Regions from separate parts of the Astyanax mexicanus genome. Here region 2 is linked to region 1. A link is a contact called in public Hi-C data. All regions are on one chromosome and are shown on one strand. The core of a region is the stretch at or near the end of the contact, and the rest is flanking DNA. Distances in the headings are between cores, read along the strand shown. Region 1 holds the start of parp12b (poly (ADP-ribose) polymerase family, member 12b). Region 2 holds the start of fbxo18 (F-box DNA helicase 1).

Region 1 (6,455 bases), core at 1,403-3,902:
GAAATCAATATTTGGTGGAATAACCCTGGTTTTTAATCACAGTTTTCATGCATCCTGGTGTATTCTCCTCCACCAGTCTTACACACTGCTTTTGGATAAATGTATGCCACTCCTGCTTCAAAAATTCAAGCAGTTCAGTTTGGTTTGATGGCTTGTGATCATCCATCTTCCTCTTGATTATATTCCAGAGGTTTTTAGTTTGGTAAACTCATTTTTTTCCAGAGATGTATGGGTTAACTCTCTTAAGTTATTTTTAAACACTTTGTCAATTAATGATTTTCTGCCCTACCTATAAACCATTCTTTAAGTGTTTGGTTGAAATAAAATAATGATTTAATTTTGCACATCCTACTTATATTTGAATGCTTGAAAGATGGCTCCATTTAACTAATAAATATCTTTTTTCATTATTCCAGCGAGTTTAGACTATGAAAACCATCCAAGTGTTTCAGGGCACTTATTTAAAATTGTGTTCTAGCTATAATCTTGTATTATTATACTCATGTTCATTTCATGGTCTGCTTAAGTATATTCTAAATAGTAAAATTTAAATTGTCCTGTATCACCCCCTGCTGGGCCAGCTGTATATCACATATACATGTATTACCACACTGCTATTATTAGCTTTGTGAAACTGAAGTATGCTTCACACAAGATGATAATGATCGAATGATGATTTTCTATTTTATATACATAATTACACTGTAATTGTTTAGTTACAGTTAATTGAATATAGTTTTTAATCATAACTCGCTTACAGTACTTTCCCAGTATTTCTATGAAATGTATTTTAAGCAATAGGTTTTAATTCCCCTTATTACCCCCTGTTCTTCGTTAACAAGGGTTTACAAACATAATATTAAATATTATTTTAAAACACTTTAAAAATAAGAAGCTAATTATTTATTTATATTAATAGTTAGAAAATTATTTTAAAACAAATGTTTTTAAAACTGTCTTGTAGCTAAGATCTTTTATTAACATATTAATACTGTATACTGTACACACTGCATTTCCATAAATGCATTTTAAGCTATATCTATTCAATTAAAATTTAACAAAATTATACTTTACTGCCATGTAAATTAAAGTGTATTATTTAAAAATACAATTTAAATACTGAGTGGTACAGCGGGCTAAGCGCTGCCACAATGATCAGGAGATAGCTGGTTCGAATCCTGTTCATGCAGCTTGCCATCAGGTGCCGGAGCCCCGAGAGAGCACAATTGGCCTTGCTCTCTCTGGGTGGGTAGATGGTACTCTTTTCTCTCATCATTCCTAGGGTGATGTTGATCAGTACAGGGCCTCTTTGACCTGATATGTCGAAACTGAGTCGCTACTCGGCAATGCTGCATCAGCGGCAGTTAAAAAATATAAATATTTATTTTTTATTATTATTGTGGCGTGGAAGAGGAAGGAAGACTCGCGAGACTCATGTTGAATACTCAACAACTCCTATATTGAAGAAGCTTTCCACTCACTTATAGTCTTTAACAAGACTAGGAGAGCTAAAACCATTCTACCCAAATAGGCCACCAACCGAACCAAGTGACTAAACTCACTACTCACTTACTTTATGGTGAGTGCCCTAAACAGCATCCATCTGCATGGCCCCTCCCCATACCCTAGGTTACGGGGGAGGTACCAACTACGTAGGCTAGAGCAACACAGCACACATAGCACAACAGAACACATAAGGCCACACACACAGAAGAACAGAAACATGCCTACAGGCAGCCACACACACAACCCAGAGCCGCCACATTATTATTATATTAATGACTGACGACTCAAAAAGTCGTGTAATGTGAACCTGGCATAACTCACCACAACAGCAGCGGACTGGTATTTTGAAGGTGCTGTAACTATAGACAGGTATACATAGATGCCGCATGTGGCCGCCATATTGGATGGGTCTTCCACGCGCCCCCAGTGAATTCGTACTGAGGAAGGTGTTTAATATAACGATAATAATTACAACTCTACCCAATTTTACCCGATTCTCACACGGATGATGCAGGACGCTGTCACACATTACAAATACGTGCTTTATGCTGAAATACTTTGTATTATGCTCTTTAACAAAGACAGACATGTGGTATGGCATATTGATAAGCGCATAAATTAATTGATTTGATATGTACACACACACATATGTATACACACACATAATACGTTTCCTGTATTGCCTTGAAATGTATTTAAGCAATAAGTATTAAATCCCTCCATTACCCCGGTAATTCGTTTTCAAGGGTTTACAGGTTTAACATAAAATATATTTTTTAATCCACTTAAAACAAAAGGAACTTAAAAATAGATGTCGCCGCACGTGGCCGCCATATTGGATGGGTCTTCTATGCGACTCCAGTGCATTTATTTTTACTGAGGTACGTGTTTAATACACTTATATAAACTTATGACAGCATCCTGTATCATTACTACATCTCTGCTGTTTGTAACAAACCAACCCATGTAAAAATCAGGTAAAAATGGGTAGAGTAGTAATTATTAGGTGCACCTTTCCTCAGTAGAAATAAATGCAGTGGTGGCGCTTGGGAGACCCAACCAATATGGCGGCCACGCTGATACGCCAGGATGCAGGCTATTGGCATCTATGTATATATGTCTATACTCCTATCCACTGACTTCACACAGAGAGAGAGCTGCTTTCTTTTACTGTGAAACGAGAGTATCTGCAGGAGGAGGAGGTGAGGAAGGTGAAGGAGGGTTTGTGCAGGAGCTGAGGAGAACATGTCGAGCTATTCGAGGGTAATTCACCACGCCACTAGTGTTTTATGCGGCCATAAAGGCTCCATGGACCTGGCGCAGCTGCACAGGAAGGTCAGCCAGCGCTTCGACATTAACGAGGAGGATTTCTGGTACATAGTGCAGAAATGCCCGCGGTTCTCCGTGGTCCGGAACGGACAGAAGGCGGAGAGCTGGGAGGCTGGATACATTATCGTGGCTAAAACCTCCATCCGCCTGTGTAAAAACTACGCTAAACAGGAGTGCTTCGGCTGCCAGGACCTGCACCTCTGTAAATATTATGTGTACGGGAACTGTCGGTACGGAAAAGGAAGGTAAGAACACCGGAGAACCAGAGAACCCAGCCGTGTTTACTGTAGGAGGAGAGAGAGAGGAAAGGGGCTGGGCAGTCTAGTCCTGCCTTGTTTTGTTCTGTCCTTTAAGCTAAATGTATGTATATACAGGTGCTGGTCAACGAATTAGAATAATTTGAAATAGTGCAATAATGAAATTCTTTGAATGCATTTTTTGTGCAGAAAGCAAATCAGGTGTTCACCGCACCTGTCCTACTCGTTCGACTAATCACAGAACTCGTTACCTGGAAAAAATTTGCTCAGCTGAGCTTTCCAAAAGGCCCATTTAGGCCATTTAACTGTGACACTGTTGTTTTATTGAATTACAATAATTGAGAAACCGTTTCATTGAATTAGAATAATTTTTATTATAATTACAATCATCACTTTCTCAGTATTTTGTGGCTGCCCCCTTGGCTTGTATGACTGCCTGAAGTCTCCGCGGCATCGATTTGACCAGCTTGTCGCAAGTTTCCGCACTCACAGCTTCCCAGGCAGTGGCGATGTTCTGCTTCAGTTGGTCCAGCGTAGTAGGCTTTCTGTCGCGAATTTTCCGCTTGACGATGGCCCAAAGGTTTTCAATGACATTGAGGTCAGGCGAGTTGGCCGGCCATGCCAAAACTTCAAGCTGTTTTTTAGTGAACCAATCTTTGGTCGACTTTGCCGCATGAGCCGGTGCAAGATCCTGTTGAAATATGAAGTCTTCTTCGCCGAACTGTTCCTCAACAGTCGGAATCAGGAACGTTTCCAGAACATCTTGATATACGGCAGCATTGACAGTCATGAAGCAGAGTTTCCCTACACCTCGAGCGGACATGCATCCCCAGACCATAACGCTCTGGGGAAACTTGACGGATCTTTTCACGCACTCGTGGTTGTAGGTTTCGCCACCACGACGCCAGACACGAGGACCTTGGTCACCGAAGGAGATGCAGAAGCGTGATTCGTCACTGAAGACCACTTTCTGCCAGTCTTCAGCAGTCCACTCGCCGTGTTCTTTGGCCCACTTCAGCCGTTTCTCCATTTGTTTCTTGTTCAGCATCGGTTTTACTGCTGGAACGCGAGATTTGAAGCCGAGTTCGCGCAGACGACGGTAAGTGGTTGATCTGGAGACGTCAGCGCCGGTCTGCTTGTTCGACTAGTCGGTGAGCTCGGAAGTGGACTTGAACCGGTTGCTGACTGCGATCTTTCTCAGCTGCTTGTTGTCGCGAGCAGAAGTTTTTCGGACGCCGGAACAGTTGGTGCGCTTGCTGCAGTTTTTCTTGAGAGCTTTGCAGACGGAAGACTGGCTGATGCCGAGCTGCTCAGCAATTTTAGTTTGGGTCAAGCCTTGTTGGCGAAGGGCTTGAATTTGAGCCACTATTCCGGTTGAGAGGTCGCGCTGCTTACCCATGATTGATTTTACAACTTAGAAATTCTACTCACCCTAACTACTAACCCTGACTTTATACTGCACAGTGAACACTCTTCACAGAAAACAAAAATTCGAGCATTTATTCTAATTCAATGAAACGGTTTCTCCATTATTCTAATTCAATAAAACAACAGTGTCACAGTTAAATGGCCTAAATGGGCCTTTTGGAAAGCTCAGCTGAGCAAATTTTTTTCCAGGTAACGAGTTCTGTGATTAGTCTAACGAGTAGGACAGGTGCAGTGAACACCTGATTTGCTTTCTGCACAAAAAATGCATTCAAAGAATTTCATGATTGCACTATTAAAAATTATTCTAATTCGTTGACCACCACCTGTGTGTGTGTGTATATATATATATATATATATATATATATATAAGAGACCACTTCATTTTCTGAATCAGCTTCTCTGATTTGGCTATTTATAGGTATATGTTTGAGTAAAATGAACATTGTTGTTTTATTCTATAATAAAACAGAACATTTAGCTTAGAGCATTTATTTGCAGAAATTGAGAAATGTCTGAAATAACTAAAAAAAGATGCAGAGCTTTCACAAATCAATATCCTGTGTTTTTATCACAGTTTTTATGCATCTTGGCAAGTTCTCCTCCATCAGTCTTGCACACTGCTTTTGGAAGTTCAAGCAGTTCAGTTTGATTTGATGGCTTGTGATCATCCATCTTCCTCTTGATTAATTATATTCCAGAGGTTTTCAGTTTGGTAAAATCAAAGAAACTCGTCATTTTTAAGTGGTTTCCTTTTTCTCACATATAAACATACATTTTAGGGGCTGTTATTTCTGCAAAAAATATTGATCTTTTTTCTGTTGGCGAGCCCAAATTTTTGCACCTGCCTAATTTTTAAGTTTAAAGAATTATTGCACACTTTCTGTAAATCCTATACACTTTATTTCACATCTCAAATATCACTGTGTTCAAGCTGTTCAAGCATTGGGGTGGTAGCAAACAAATTGCAAAGACTGTTTAGTTTGTAACTCATTTTATTTACATTTTACAATATGTGCACTTTAGCGCACAAGAGCAGATGATGAAAAATAAAGCTCCACAGAATTTTAATTGTATTGCAATGCCATTTACAGTGCCCTCTAAAAGTATCGGAACACTGAGGCCAATGCCATTATTTCTGCTGTAGAATGAAAACTGCCCTAACAAGGCAGATTTGAGTAGGGGTGGGCGATATGGACCTAAAATGGTATCACAATATTTCAGAGTGTTTTTTTTTTGTAATACCTATATTTTTGACAATATGACAAAACAGGGATTTTATTCATTTCAAGAAAATACTACTGCAACACAAAATAAATAAATATTTTAATATAAATATAAGACTACATTCAATGCATTAAGTTGAAAAATATTTCCTAAACAGTAATTTACGAATACTTTGATATTGTATAAAACATTAATAGTGTGTATATAATGTATAATTTTGATTTTTGGTGTATTTTAAAATACATCATAGATAAAATAGTTGTGTGTATGTTTCACTTCACTTCACTTCTGAAACATGTCATTTGACCAGTGCTGTACAAGATTACATAGTCCAAATTTAGCACAATGTACATATGGAGGTAATTTGATGTCTCTCCTGCTGTCACTGTGTGTGTGTGTCCCCATTTAGGAAGGAGTGCAGGTTCTCACACAGTATTCAGTCTGAGCATAATTACCCCCTGCTCCGAGAGTGCACTCTTCACGAGCTTCATGAGGAAGACCTCTTCCTCCTCCTGCTGCAGAACGATCCCTCCCTGCTGCCGGAGGTGAGAGCACACTTCCCTAAACACACATCTACTCAGTCAGCAGGCAACCATGCAGACTTCTACACCTCATGAAGCTAGTTTTAATTTTATATTGCACATAACTGTTGTTCCCAGAAGTAAGTGTTGTTTCCAGTGTTTAGCAATTCAAACAAAGCACATTTATCGT
Region 2 (6,582 bases), core at 2,278-4,777, 140 kb before region 1:
TGCTCTGTTAGTGAGCTACTAGCAATTTTTAATGCTAGTTATGAAGAAAATGGGCATAAAACATTGAAACTTTAAACTATGGTTGAAGGAGAGGGGTAGGGCTAAGTGGTAGGGCCAATGGATGAAATGGGATTGTGCATTAGTCCTCACTCACTTTTTAATTTTTAACAGTTAGATAAAAGGAACAAACCTTAGGATCTGTGACCATGTCTCTCCAGTGATGGCACACCAGACTGACGTGGCGGTAGAGATCTTCCGCTGGAAGGTTTGCAAAAATCACACTCAATACCTCTTCCGGCAGGTCCTGGATGTGACCCTGAGGCACGACTAGCCCCCTGTTTAATCCCAGCAGCCCGTAATGAGCATCAGGGAGGCTTTCCACTGGGTAATCTTCATCCTCTTCTTCCTCCTTCTTTACAGCAACACAGGACTGTCTATACCTGAAAGCTGATGGCACTGGAGGAGACCCCCAACTGCTACAGCCTGCCACCCTCCTCCCCTCCATCTCCTCCTCTTCTTCTTCTTCTTCTTCAATTTTTTCTTTCTTTATAGGTCTCACACCCATTTCAAACTCCTCATCATCCCCAAACATGTCTTCAGTAATGCCCTCCAAGTAGTCTATTGTAATGTCTTCTTCCTCCTCTTTTGGTGAGACATGTCCATTCTGCTGATTCTCTGTCTTGACTGTAGGCGAACCTTTAACTTTCTGAGGGCTGCTACTGAGGATTCCAGTTGAAGCGAAGAATTTGGTGATTTCTCTTTGCTGCTTGTCGCCTTCTGTTGCTGCAAAACATAACCAACATATTAACCCATATTAAAATAAGCTACAGGGGAAGCTTATGAATTAACTTTTTGAAACAATAATTTAAAAAAATCAGATAAGGCATGAAAAATGTGCCGAATAATTGTATTTTCATGTATACTGGGAGATTTCTATGGATTTTTATTCTACATGTTAAATAGGGTTTGATTCTGCCCTTGATACGTTTTATTTGGCCAGGTGTGAATACAGAAAACATACTTTGATACAGACCAAAACATAACACACAATGCATCTCAACACCCTTGAAAGTACCATAAGTGGTCTCAGTTGTAGTTTAACCTGGTATACTACCCAGATAATTAAGACCATTGTGAACAATGTCACCCCTGCTGCTGCTCCATATAAAACTGCACAGAAATATGCTCTAGTTCAGAACACAGGACCTTTTTACTGTATCTGGTTTCTTGCCTGGCACGTTGTGATGCATTATAGTGCACTTGCATTTTTCACTGTGTAAAACAAACCAAACCCAGTGGAAGAGTTAAGCTACCCTAACAACGCAAACAGCACATGTTAATTGTAAAAGTCTGACTAATTTCTTAGTCAGCTAACCCTAGTGTAATGGTTTACTGGTTTAAGGTAGATTTAGTTTAGACTTAGCTCAATAGAATTTCAATATTTTCACATGAGACAACCAACTTCTCCTTTTCAAAGTTCTGTCAAGGCAACATCAGCCAAAAGCTTTTGAAGAACAGTAACTGTCTATTCTGTTACATCAGCACTGTACTTGATTACTTTCAGGGCTATGAGAAATTACTGGCAATATGACAGCACAAGGAACCAAATGTAAGATTTTTTTCTTGGTAAAAATTACAATAACCACCATTTTGTTCATAACAAGCATAAAAAAAGTTGTTCTTCTCAGTAGCTAGCTATTTTCAGCTCCTCATCAAAGAGGAATTAAGTAATGACAATAATAATTAACTGCTGCACAATCTGCCCCCTTTCTGAAGACTTTTGATATCACAATAGTTATGATACGATAGTTAATCAGCAGTTAGGTTACTGAACTTTTGCATACCACTGCTATAACCTATATCTGTATAAGGTTCTTGAAGGGTTTTCACGATTCTTAGGGGGATGATTTCACCCTTCCCCTTGTAACTCTGTTACACTCTAAAACAAGGGTTAAGGGTACAAAAGAGAAATGGGATGGGGCCAAAGATACTGGTTGAATTTCTTGAACTAAGTACTTAGCCAACTGTGTGTCACATATACATACATACACATACCTCTTCTTCTTCTTCTTTTAGTGGGAGTCCTTGGTTGCATCCCACGATTCGGGTCACCGTTGTTAAGGTTGACAGTGAAAGGCTGGGTGATCGACTGGCTGCCAGTTTTGCTTTGGCTCAAACTGTGGCACTCAGAAGCACTGAGGTGCCTGCGTTTGGCCTTTCCTAAATCATCAGAGAAACAGAATTAATAATATTAAGAAGAATGAATAGACAGATCTGTACTGAAGCTTCATTTTCATATAAATGAAGATATGTATCTTATATATTTTACTGTTGTGCATTTCCTGACACCTCTGTTCTGTCCTCTGCAATACTAAAACATTGCAAATTTCCCCCATTGTGTGATTAACAAAGGCTTATCTTATCTCTTACTCATCTTAATTTATCACACTTTTCACTCAATTCATCAAGGCATTCTATCAATTTAATAAATCTTTTCTTAAATTCATTCTCTTAAATCAAGACATTTTCCTTTAATAAAAAAATCTATTTGGTCAATTTAATACATAGTTTCCTCTCAAATGAATAAACATACAACCGTTTTCCACTAGGGCTGCAACTAATGATTATTTTGGTGGTCGACTAATTTGATTATTATTTTTTTGATTAGTCGATTAGTCACCGATTATTTCTGCCATTTCCTCCATCTCTAAAACCAATAGAAACAGCTGAAGATGACTTTTAAAGGCATTTAAATGTCTAGATGTTGTTTAAATGTGCAAAATACTGATATTCAGTGAGTAAGTTAAATATGTTATGTTGGATATGATCCATTTACACATTTCACATTGAATTTTTGTCATCAACACTTTGTGTTATGCGGGACTGTTATAAATGAACGATTAGTCGACAATGAAATTTGTAGTCGACAAATTTAATTAATCGACCCTGTCGATTATATCGACTAATAGTTGCAGCCCTATTTACCACACACACAAACATACATATAAGCAAGCACAAACAGCATACATACACACACAAACAAGCAAGCAGGCTAGGTTAGCTAGTTTTACCTCTCTTACTTTAAAACATTTAACTCGATAATTTATTTAATATACGAAACATTAAATCAGTCTAATGTAGGCAGAACTGCAGCATGTTTAGCTGCTGTAGAGGTTTTATTAGAGAGTGAACGCTAGCTGGGTTAGCGTTGGCTATACAGAAATACAGCCTGTAGCTACAGGTATCTGTGTATCTGTGAGCGAGTGAAGCACCTCTGGAGGCCGACTCCATGGCTGAATAAACTCCGCACACAGTCCGCACACTGCACGCTCAATACCGGTTTAAAGGGCCTGTGAGCATCGCCGCGTTATCCCATCGATGCGTCCGCTGTTTCTGTTTAGAAAAGTATTCTCTTAAAGTAAAATAAACGAAGTTAAAGGGCGCTTTAAACTCCCTCACTGCGGAGCTTCTCGCACCGTGAGACTATCGCTTTGTAAACTTCCGGTCCATTTCCACAATAAATTCACAGTAAAAGTCCTGTTTCTAAAAACAGAAGAACACATTTTTATTTAAAAGTAATTACGAATAACTCCAGTGTTGTAAAACGACAATATATATGTAGCAAACATATTTAAACAATAACACAAGATTTTTTATATATATATATATATATATATATATATATATATTTTGCACAAGTAAAAGCACTAGATGGCAGTAATGTCTTCTCAGGGTACTAAGTACAGGCTAAGATTTTGCAAAGACTGGGGATCTTATCCATGACCTAGTAATAAAGTTGTGCATTTAAATAAAATAATAGCGTACTTGAACTATATGCGGAATAATTAAAGTATACTTTTTCTACTTTTTCAAACATTTAGTATTTTAGAAAACTTTTTTTAAAGTATACTTTATTTGGCTGTGCAAATTTTTTACTGGTGATGTAATAAAAAAATATATGCTTAGTATTATTTAACGAAACTGTGCTTTTTATGATTAAAAATATGCTTTAACTGAATATGTCCTAGGAGCCTATATTATAACCAACCCTTGCACATAGACCACTGAGGTGGGTCAATCTGTAGTCCTCGTATGGCTTTTTCCTTGTAAGGAAAATGAATGGGCTTTTTTAAAAAAAGCTCTATCACATTCTGTGGTAAATAAATATGTTCAGAACCCTGTACGTTTTATTCTGTGTACATTTTACTCCTAAACTTCACTTTTGAGATCGTTTAATTAAGAGTTGTGATTAGAAAAATGTTAGCTTTAAGCTAATGCTACAGTGCAGCTGCAGAGATCGGCAGGGGAGTCTTTTCGGCGCAACACCAGCGTATGTTTCTACCATATTAAACCCAGCTGATCCAACTACTGAACTAACTGCCCTCACTGAGGAGAGCTGAGACCAGTTTTAAACACTGTAACACGTTTTACGCGGTGAAATAAATTAGAGATGTTTGTGTTTCTGGCTCGTTGTTTTAGTACATTAAGCTACGTTAACATTTGTTCTTATAATAGGTTTCAGTGGGAAAAAAATACACATATCTTTTTATATGAAGTATTTTAGACTCTATGGTTCTTAAGTTAGCTGGGTTAGCTCTGTGGTTCTGGAGTAACTTTGTCCTGCTAGTTTTTTACTTAGCTTGCCTCAGCGAGGGCAGATAGTTAGTTGATTAGTTAGTTGTTAGGTGATTATTTGGGTCAGGTGTGTTTTAATTAGTATAAACTAATGACCGTAATTTAATGCTAAAATGAACTGAACTGAGAACCACTTTCTCTTATTATCTGCCTTTTAAAGCTCTAACACAGACTACACTGCTCAACATCACCATACTAAAATACTTTTTTTACCTCTCTGAATGCTTTAATGATCCTCTACCCACTTTGGGTACTTAGTTTCATAGGGGATTGATATTTCTTCTGTGTCAGTGGTCCACATTTTGCTCTATCCCTTTGTGTGAGTTGAGACTGAAAAAAAAACAAGACTGGACTGTCTGGGGAGGCTAGGGATTGGTTTCAGAGCCCCCTGTACCATGGCACTGCTCCAAAGAACCCTTTTTTACAAAACAGGTTTAGGATGACAAGTACTGGAGTAGCTTTTCATTTATACACTCTCACTTAAACTCATGGTAATTAGGTCTGTATGAGCAAAACATCAACAAAGTTCACTTAACTGTAGAAGGTGAAATTCCACCAATTGTTCTAAATTGGCATAATCCAATGGCTATGACGTAAACAAAGTCATTGAGAGTGGTTTGTTGTGAAATGGTTCACCGTAGAGAAAAAAGAAAACAGTCCTAAGAGCCACTTAACTCCAAACCATATAGCTGAAATGTGTTCCTTTTACGTAATGAACGATAGCAGTCCTGCTTAGTCTCTGCAGCCCCTCTCAGGTTCAACTGTGCTATGGACTCCTGCCCAGTTTATAAACCCATACATCACACAGAGCCCCTCTCAAACAACCCCTACCAATTTTTTTTGCCTTTTTCAAATTTGAGCTGAGGGTGGAGTCAGCAGAAATCAGGGGGTTTAGTGCCACTTTAATGTCTACACTTTAAATGCAGCCCTCGTATTTACTATCCAAAACCACTAGTGAATCTACACTTTACATTTTATATTTAATGATGATCCGGATAAAACAGTGGGCAATCAGAAAAGCATGCTTTCTTTTTGTATTATTAAATTATATTTCAAGCCAAAAAGTCATTAATCATTCTTTCGGGATTCTTGACAGGATTTCGGCTCTTGCTCATGAATATTCATACATGCAAACATAACGTTTTAAAATAAAGACATTTTTACACTAACAGTCTTTGCAATGTTATATGTTATATATGTTATGTTACAACAAGTGCAGTTCAGCCACTGACCTAGTCTTAGAGTCTCTGTAAAATGCAAAATCCACTGGAGATTCTGTGTAAACCTAGTTACTTACACACAGAGGTGGGTAGTCCAGGTCCAGAAAGTAAAATGTTTTACATTAAACTAGTGTAAACAGAATTGTTCTAATATACACACCTACCTATCTCAGTTGTACTTCGCTGGTGGTGTTCCATAGACACACAGCTCTGCCTGTGGGCGGTTGCGAGCCAAGGTGGGCGTGGCCATGAATACCAATTCACAGGTTGACGTAGACACGTTGCTTTTCCTGATCAACTAATTTTTCTGAGCATTTTCTTTTACTTGCTACTGCAGAAAATGGAGGTTTAGGAAGAGTTTCATGTGCAGCATCCATATACAACTCAGAGAGACATATTGTATTTTACAAAGAACAAGAAAAATTGGATTTTAGCGGAAGGACAAGTTTAGTTCATAGGCAAAAGTTTTATTGTGATATTGAGTGAATCTCGGATTTAATTCCTAACAAACAATTAGGTTTTGAAAATCGATAATATTCTGTTTTTATAAATGATGTGGGAAAATCTAGTCCCTTGTAATGTAACACTACTAAACTACATCTAGTAGTTTCTAAGTCAGTGTTGTTTGTTAAAAGTTGTGGCTATGCGTGCTTGTGCCAAATTATTTTTGGACAAATTTTCCATTTTTAGATTCTGGTGAACACCTCCAGTCCTCAGAGCAAATAAG

What was found. A called contact is a pair of places that touch in the nucleus more often than the background predicts.
Region 2: a contact with region 1 is called in a Hi-C map of muscle, with 16 times the contacts expected there. The contact joins the promoter of fbxo18 here to the promoter of parp12b in region 1. A contact is called at or near these places in 2 of 3 Hi-C or Micro-C datasets (both in muscle).

The regions. Positions count from the first base shown.
Region 1 is chr2:7,001,997-7,008,451 of AstMex3_surface, reverse strand. parp12b (poly (ADP-ribose) polymerase family, member 12b) reads left to right here and starts at 2,652. Exons shown (of 8, transcript XM_007252379.4): 1 at 2,652-3,080; 2 at 6,154-6,289. The coding sequence starts at 2,752.
Region 2 is chr2:7,141,247-7,147,828 of AstMex3_surface, reverse strand. It overlaps fbxo18 (F-box DNA helicase 1), which reads right to left and starts at 3,527. Exons shown (of 21, transcript XM_022671866.2): 1 at 3,273-3,527; 2 at 2,056-2,220; 3 at 191-783. The coding sequence starts at 3,291.